2 separate regions of the Bos taurus genome follow, and region 1 is linked to region 2. A link is a contact called in public Hi-C data. All regions are on one chromosome and are shown on one strand. Each heading gives the region's core, a stretch centred on a gene start, on an enhancer-like site or on the middle of the called end of the contact. The rest is flanking DNA. Distances are from core to core; before and after follow the strand shown. Region 1 holds the start of CCL17 (C-C motif chemokine ligand 17). Region 2 has its middle 6.0 kb from the start of TRNAL-CAG.

Region 1 (3,839 bases), core at 412-2,911, 110 kb after region 2:
ACAGATTCGTCTTAAGAGTGATCGGAACATCGCTTCTTTTGTGTCACTCCTCACAAATAGAGTGAATCTTCATTTCATTGGGACAAAGTTAAACACCACCTCTTAAATCAAGGTAATCTATCTCTGGATAGTAATAATTTACAGCAAGAGATTATGGAAACTTTCTCTCAGAAACTACACCTTTTGCAAAGATCTAATCTGCAGGAAGCAGCAGCAGATGGGATTTCTCAATTAAATCCCATTCCTCACTTGAAAACTATCAGAGGATCAATGGCTGGTTTCATGTTAATTTTTATGTGCCTTTTTTTCTGTTTCTACATAGTCTGGCAACAAATCACCAAGAAAGTCAACAGACAACAACAGCAATCGGTGACTATCGCTTTGGCTTCTATGATCAACAATCATCAAAAATAAGCTTCTAAAAATAAAAAAGGGGGATACATAGGGAATATGCTCCGCACAGGCCCGTACTATAATTAGCAGGGCTTCTTTGAAAAATAAGAATGACTTTCTCATCACTCCCAGGTGAAGGGCTGGGAGCAGTAAAAAGAACAACGTGGAAAAACATCTTGAAAACAAGATGTTGAAGTACTGATGTGACTGATGGAAAAGCATTAGTGTCTGTTCTTGTGACCAGAGCCTTGAGGGAGTTGCTGAGAAAGGTTGTCACTAGCTGATGGGCTAAACAGAGCTAAAGCTTCATGAAAGGCCTGAAGCTTTGACATTGTGGACTGTGCATTGTATATCCTTATCCCCAATCTGAGACTGTAAAAAACAGATATCTCTAGAGCACGTACAAGGAAGTAGATGTTACCAATAAAACACGCATGGATTAGGATCTGGGCTTTTGCCTGCGAATGGCTTCTGCCCCCAATCCCCCCTTTATTTCTGAGTCTTATTTTTCTTTATTCTTCTGCGGCACCACTCCCTCAGGTCAGTTCGTTGTTGGGCTGATCCCAACACTATTGAGCCTGTACTCTCCAACAAGAGCAGCCACCGCCATGAGAAGCAACTAGAGAGTAGCCCCTGCTCACTTCAACTAGAGAAAAGCCCACCTTTAATTAATTAAAATTAATTAATCAATAAACGAAACTATAAAAAACAAAAACCTGTAGCGCTCTGGCCTGCTGTGGTCCAAAGCCCAACTTGGTAAAGGACCCGCACCCAGGCTGTCTGGGCCCCAGGCCTTTCTCAGGTTGCAATGGAGCTACCCCTGCAGAATGATGCCCGTGCAGCCTGCTGACCCCCGGAGGAGGCCTTCCCAGCACCCAAAAGCTCCTCCAGGTGGGCAGTCCCTCTTGGCCCCAGCCTGGCTGCCCCTACCCCTTGCCCAGGGTGCACCAAACATGAAGGACGTTGGCCAGCCTGAGCAGGGATGCAGCCAGCTGAGGATGGAAGCGTCTCAGTTCTATTTGAGGAACCAAGAAATGTCCCCTGTGAAAGGAGAAGTGTGCATGGCCCCCGGATACACATACCCCACCTCTGTCCCCAACGGAGTGCCCATTCTCTGGAAAGCCACAAACATTCCAAGACTGGACTTCTGCTGAATCATCCCGAATTCTTTGAATTCCACGGGTCTAGGGAAAGATGTGGGTGAGGTGATCAGAGGCGGGGCAAGATCCCCAAAGAGGTTAAATAGGTCACCTTCACCCTGGGAGTTCACCCTGGTCTCCCCTGAGCAGAGGGACCCACACACAGAGACCTTCTCCCCGGCTCCTGGCACCATGGCTCCCCTGAAGACAGTGCTCCTGGTCGCCGTCCTCCTGGGGGCTCTTCTGCAGGACACCCACGCAGGTGAGAGCAGAGGAAAGACACAGGAGGAAGGGACACTGGGCAAGGAGGGGTGGGGCCGCTAAGACCACAGCAGCTGCACACGCACATTATTCCTGCACCCCACTTACTCCTGCAAAGGTGTGAGAGGCTGGCAGCAATAGGATTTAGAGGGAGGCGTTCAAAGGAAAATGATGATGATGAAGAGGAGGAGGAGGAAGATGAATGTCCTAGGACTTGGGGCTCAGCTTCTGAGGAAAAAATTGCTTGCACATCTCCCCCTGCAAATGTCATGAGGCAGTGACTGTGATTGTGTTTTGACAGTGGACAAGGAGCAATTCTCACAAGTATTTGTTAAGAGTCTGTTTATTTAATGGGTTTTTATATACAGTGAGGGGCTTCCCTGGTAGCTCAGCTGGTAAAGAATCCACCTGCAATGCAGGAGACCCCGGTTCGATTCCTGGGTTGGGAAGATCCGCTGGAGAAGGAACAGGAAAACTCCAGTTTTCATGGGCTTTCCTGGTGGCCCAGACAGTAAAGATCCTCCCGCAAGGCGGGAGACCTGGGTTTGGAAGATCCCGTGGAGGAGGATATGGCAACCCTCTCTAGTATTCCTGCCAGGAGAAGCCCCATGGACAGAGGAGCCTTGCGGGGCTACAGTCCATGCAGTGTCAAAGAGTTGGACACGACCGAGCACCTAAGCACAGCACAGTATATAGAATGAGAGGGCTGGCATCAAGGCAGGAGCACACGACCCCAGAGCAGGTGAAAAAAAAGAGATTTTTATACTCAGTTGGGAAAGGAAGGCTGAGCTAAGATTACTATTTTAGAGAAACAAAGCTGGTTAGCACCCCGTGTGGTGACACAGTGACAGGGCCACAGTCTTCGGGGCTAGCTTAATTGGGGTGACCTTCACAGTTGGCTGCATGTCTCACTTTTGTAAAAGTCTGGGCCTGGCCAGCTCCGTGTCAGTCAAACCAAGCTCCATCCGCAAGATGGTGAGAGGACACTCCGAGGCTTCTCAGAAAGCACCTTGTGGTGGTCTGAATTGAAGTCACAGATCGTCTGTTTGCCAGTTTGCAGATGCTGGATATTTTTTCTCCTGCTAAGATGAGGACACCAAGCCCCGGGGAAGTGTGTTCACACCCGGGCCTCCACTTTCTCATCTGTAGAATGGGGTAGTGACAGCACCTGTCTTCAGGTGTGCTTGAGGACTGAAAGAACAGCTACAGCCAAGGGTCAGCCCAGAGCCTGGTCCAGAGTCAACGTTTGGTGATTCAGGGCTGGTCTGAGTGTGAGCACACATGGATGCACACACATGCAGACACACACATATATGCGCAGACTCCCCAGGCACATACAGATCCACACCTGCACACAGATCTCCACACACAAATGTGCACACGCACAAAGACGCACACACAGGCATGTGTACACAAATCCTCTCAAACACATATAGACATGTGCACAGACAGACACACAAACACCGCAGGGCCCCTCAAAGCACACACACGACCTCATGCACACAAACGTGCACACTCTGACACACAGACTCACACACAGAGACACAGGTGCAGACCCCTCACATACTCCCCCACACAGAAACATGATCACAGAGCCCCTCAAGGAGACCTCTCCCAACCACACAGACACACACATGTAGAAATGCACACGCAAGGACCCACATGATACCACACACACACAGACTCCTCACCACAGAGACACACACACGTTCTGGCCCTCACAGACCCTCCCCAAGCAGACATGCGCACACATACCTGTTCCTGCTTGGCCTTCCCCGCAGCTCGAGCAGGCAACGTGGGCCGGGAGTGCTGCCTGCAGTTCTACAAAGGATCCATTCCCCAAAAGGTGCTGGTGGGTTGGTACCAGACCTCGGACGATTGTCCCAACAAAGCCATTGTGTAAGTCTGCCCCTGCTGTTCCCCTCTGCCCCCCTTCTTACCCCAGGAGCTGAACGTGGGAGAAGGTGGACCCTGGAGCTCCTGGAAGGGCCACTGCGGAGGGGAGAGGACAGACCGGGGCCTTCATCCCTTGTCGCCCTGGTCCTG
Region 2 (3,671 bases), core at 639-3,138:
CTATTCTCCAATGGATGTTGGCAATTTGATCTCTGGTTCCTCTGTCTTCTCTAAATCCAGCTTGAACGTCTGGAAGTTCATGGTTCACGTATTGTTGAAGCCTCACTTGGAGAATTTTGAGCTTTACTTTGCTAGTGTGTGAGATGAGTGCAATTGTGTGGTAGTTTGAACATTCTTTGGCATTGCATTTCTTTGGGATTGGAATGCAAACTGACCTTTTCCAGTCCTACGGCCACTGCTGAGTTTTCCAAATTTGCTGGCATATTGAGTGCTTAGATAGCATATTCAAAAGCAGAGACATTACTTTGCCAACAAAGGTTCGTCTAGTCAAGGCTATGGTTTTTCCTGTGGTCATGTATGGATGTGAGAGTTGGACTGTGAAGAAGGCTGAGCGGCGAAGAATTGATGCTTTTGAAGTGTGGTGTTGGAGAAGACTCTTGAGAGTCGCTTGGACTGCAAGGAGATCCAACCAGTCGGTTCTGAAGGAGATCAGCCCTGAGATTTCTTTGGAAGGAATGATGCTAAAGCTGAAACTCCAGTACTTTGGTCACCTGATGCAAAGAGTTGACTCATTGGAAAAGACTCTGATGCTGGGAGGGATTGGGGGCAGGAGGAGAAGGGGACGACAGAGGATGAGATGGCTGGATGGCATCACTGACTCGATGGACGTGAGTCTGAGTGAACTCCTGGAGTTGGTGATGGACAGGGAGGCCTGGCGTGCTGCGATTCATGGGGTCGCAAAGAGTCGGACACGACTGAGCGACTGATCTGATCTGATTTGATCTGAGTGCAGCATTTTCACAGCATCATCTTTTAGGATTTGAAATAGCTCAGTTGGAATTTTATTACCTCCACTAGCTTTGTTCATAGTGATGCTTCCTAAGGCCCACTTGACTTTGGACTCCAGGATGTCTGGCTCTAGGTGAGTGAGCTCACCATCCTGGTTATCTGGGTCGTGAAGATCTTTTTTGTATAATTCTTCTGTGTATTCTTGCCACATCTTCTTAATATCTTCTGCTCCTGTTAGGTTCATAACGTTTCTGTCCTTTATGGTGCCCATCTTTGCATTAAATGTTCCCTTGGTATCTCTAATTTTCTTGAAGAGATCTCTAGTCTTTCCCATTCTATTGTTGTTTTCCTCTGTTTCTTTGCATTGATCACTTAGGAAGGCTTATTCCCTCCTCGCTATTTTTTTTGGAGCTCTGAATTCAGATGGGTATATCTTTCCTTTTCTCCTTTGCCTTTTGCTTCTCTTCTCAGCTATTTGTAAGGCCTCCTCAGACAACCATTTTGCCTTTTTGCACTTCTGTTTTTTGAGGATGGTTTTGATCACCACCTTCTGTACAATGTTATGAACCTCCATCCATAGTTCTTAAGGTACTCTGTCTACCAGATCTAATCCCTGGAATCTATTTGTTACTTCCACTGTATAATTGTAAGGGATTTAATTTAGGTCATATCTGTGATAAGTGCTTTATTTACATTGTTTCCTTTTAGAAACAAAGCCAGAAAGAAAGCCATGGGGGCTTGCCAACTAAGGTGGCAGGCTGAACTAGGAAACATTATTTTTAGTCCTGTTTTCATTATAGAGGAGACTTAAAAGAAAGGGTAAGCGTTTCCCAGCAAGCCAGTCTAAGTGGCAAGGCCAAGTTTTTTGCTTCAGGCTCTGGTTTCTTTGGCCAAGATTCAGCGCCAGTAGTGAATCCCTGCCAAGCCTGGTTCGGGCATCTTGGCCCACTTAGCTGGGCGCTCAGGGGTGCAATTGATGAAGCAGGTGTGGATCTCTGATGGGGTGGGTTAGGAACTGCTCAGTCTCTCTGGAGCCAGAGCCAAAGACCCCAGATTCCGCCTTGGTGTGGAGAGTTGGGCAACCCAGTTCCTGGAATTTGAATGAATCATGTGGACAGTGGACAGAATGCACCAAGGACCAGGAACTCACTTCCAAGTTCTGTAGACTGCTTATCATGTCCCCAAAGCATTCAGTCTCCCTAGAAAGAGAACCCCAGGAATGGGGAGACTCCATGGCATAGCACTCTAATAAGCAAGGGCTGCAGTGCGCATGTGCTTGCATAACCAATTTTAACTCGAAGGAGCATGACTGAATGTGTCAGCATGTGGATTCTGGAACCACCTGAGTTCAAATCCTGCTTCTGCTAGTTCTATGACACGGGAGAGTTAGTTAGCCTCTCTGTTCCTCAGTTTTCCAATCTGCAAAATAGATTTAGGGATAGTATCTGCCTCAAAGGGTTGCATAGACAGAAGGGTTAATACGTGCTGGACATTTAGGGTTCATGGAATAGAATAAACGCTTTAAGTGTTAACCCAGAAAAATAAACCAATGTACCACTTCTGCCCCACTCCAAAACTGCCAAAGTTTTAGTGTTTAATAGCACAACTGACCAAGGTCCAAGATATGAAGTTACCATGCTCAGGAAACATGGAAAGTAGGGGAGGGAAATCACTCTATAAACTAACTCTGTAGTACCAGGTAAGAGGAGGGCACACTTGATAATAGAAAACCTATCTACACATAGTAGTTAGTTGCAAAAAGCCACCCATCTTCCATCTTCTCTTGGCTCATGAATAGGATGCTGCAGAGTCTGGTTCGCATAAGCAAACTCCAGCTCCGCTGCGGAGCAGGGGTCTTGTTTTCACCATCCAGCTCTTTCACCCCAGCCTGTGTCATGAGGTCTATGGTGTTTTTGTCCAGGTCACCAATGCGACTTCTCATGTCATCAGTTCTTCCAGTGATCCAACTGGACATGGTCTGAATGCAGTATTTTTCTCCAGGTCATCAATATGATTGCCCATGTCATCAATTTTATTTTTTTAAGATTTAAAAAAATGTGGACCATTTTAAAAGTCTTTATTGAGTTTGTTACAACATCGCTTCTGTTTTCAGTCAGTTCAGCTGCTCAGTCATGTCCAACTCTTTGCAACCCCATGGACTGCAGCCCACCAGGTTTCCGTGTCCTTCACCATCTCCCAGAGTTTGCTCAAATTCATGTCCACTGAGTTGGTGATCCCACCCAACCATCTCATCTTCTGTTTTAAGTTCTGTGGTTTTTTTGGCCACAAGGCATGTGGGGATCCCAGCTTCCCAACTGGGGAATCGAACCCACACCTCCTGCATTGGAATGTGAAGTCTTAACCACTAGGCCAGGAGGGAAGGCCCTCACATCATCAGTTCTTCCAATGGTCTGGTCAGATATGGTCTGAAATTTATCTTGAATCTGTTGCAGGAGTGCCTGCATTACTGAGGTGAGATCCTGCATGGTCTTGGGGTCATCTCCCCAGTTCCCAGCTTGGTGGTGCTGTCTCAGACTGTCAGCTGCCATTGGTCATTTCCATTGGTCCCCAGTGTACCATTCATTGCACACATCTGGTAAATATGGTGGAGCAAGTTCCCACCTATCAAACTGACTTTGCTGAAGTAGTATCTACGGGGCCATGCCCACAACCACAGTATCCTGTCTGCCCTCTTTGAGCCAGCCTTGCTCACCTCTTCCACCTCCTCTCCACCTCCAGCTCCCTGCACCCATCTTTCTGTTCCCCCTCAGGCCTTTGCACTTTCTGTTTCCTCCACGTGGGGCCATCTTCCCCCAGATCATGTGGGGTTGGCTCCTTTCATCATTCCTGTCAGTATCTGGGTTAAAATGGCCCCCAGACCT

The links. A called contact is a pair of places that touch in the nucleus more often than the background predicts.
Region 1: a Hi-C map of an unstated tissue shows a contact between it and region 2, with 5 times the contacts expected there. The contact joins the promoter of CCL17 here to the enhancer-like site in region 2. A contact is called at or near these places in 5 of 11 Hi-C or Micro-C datasets (blastocyst, liver, skeletal muscle and 2 more).

What each region holds. Positions count from the first base shown.
Region 1 is chr18:25,419,173-25,423,011 of ARS-UCD2.0, forward strand. CCL17 (C-C motif chemokine ligand 17) reads left to right here and starts at 1,662. Exons shown (of 3, transcript XM_002694792.5): 1 at 1,662-1,794; 2 at 3,575-3,692. The coding sequence starts at 1,725.
Region 2 is chr18:25,312,198-25,315,868 of ARS-UCD2.0, forward strand. No RefSeq gene overlaps it. Among named protein-coding and RNA genes, the nearest start is that of TRNAL-CAG, 6.0 kb to the left of the region's middle. Within about 2 kb of position 1,889, at least 8 of the 102 cell types and tissues checked have an H3K27ac peak or open chromatin away from gene starts, as enhancers often do.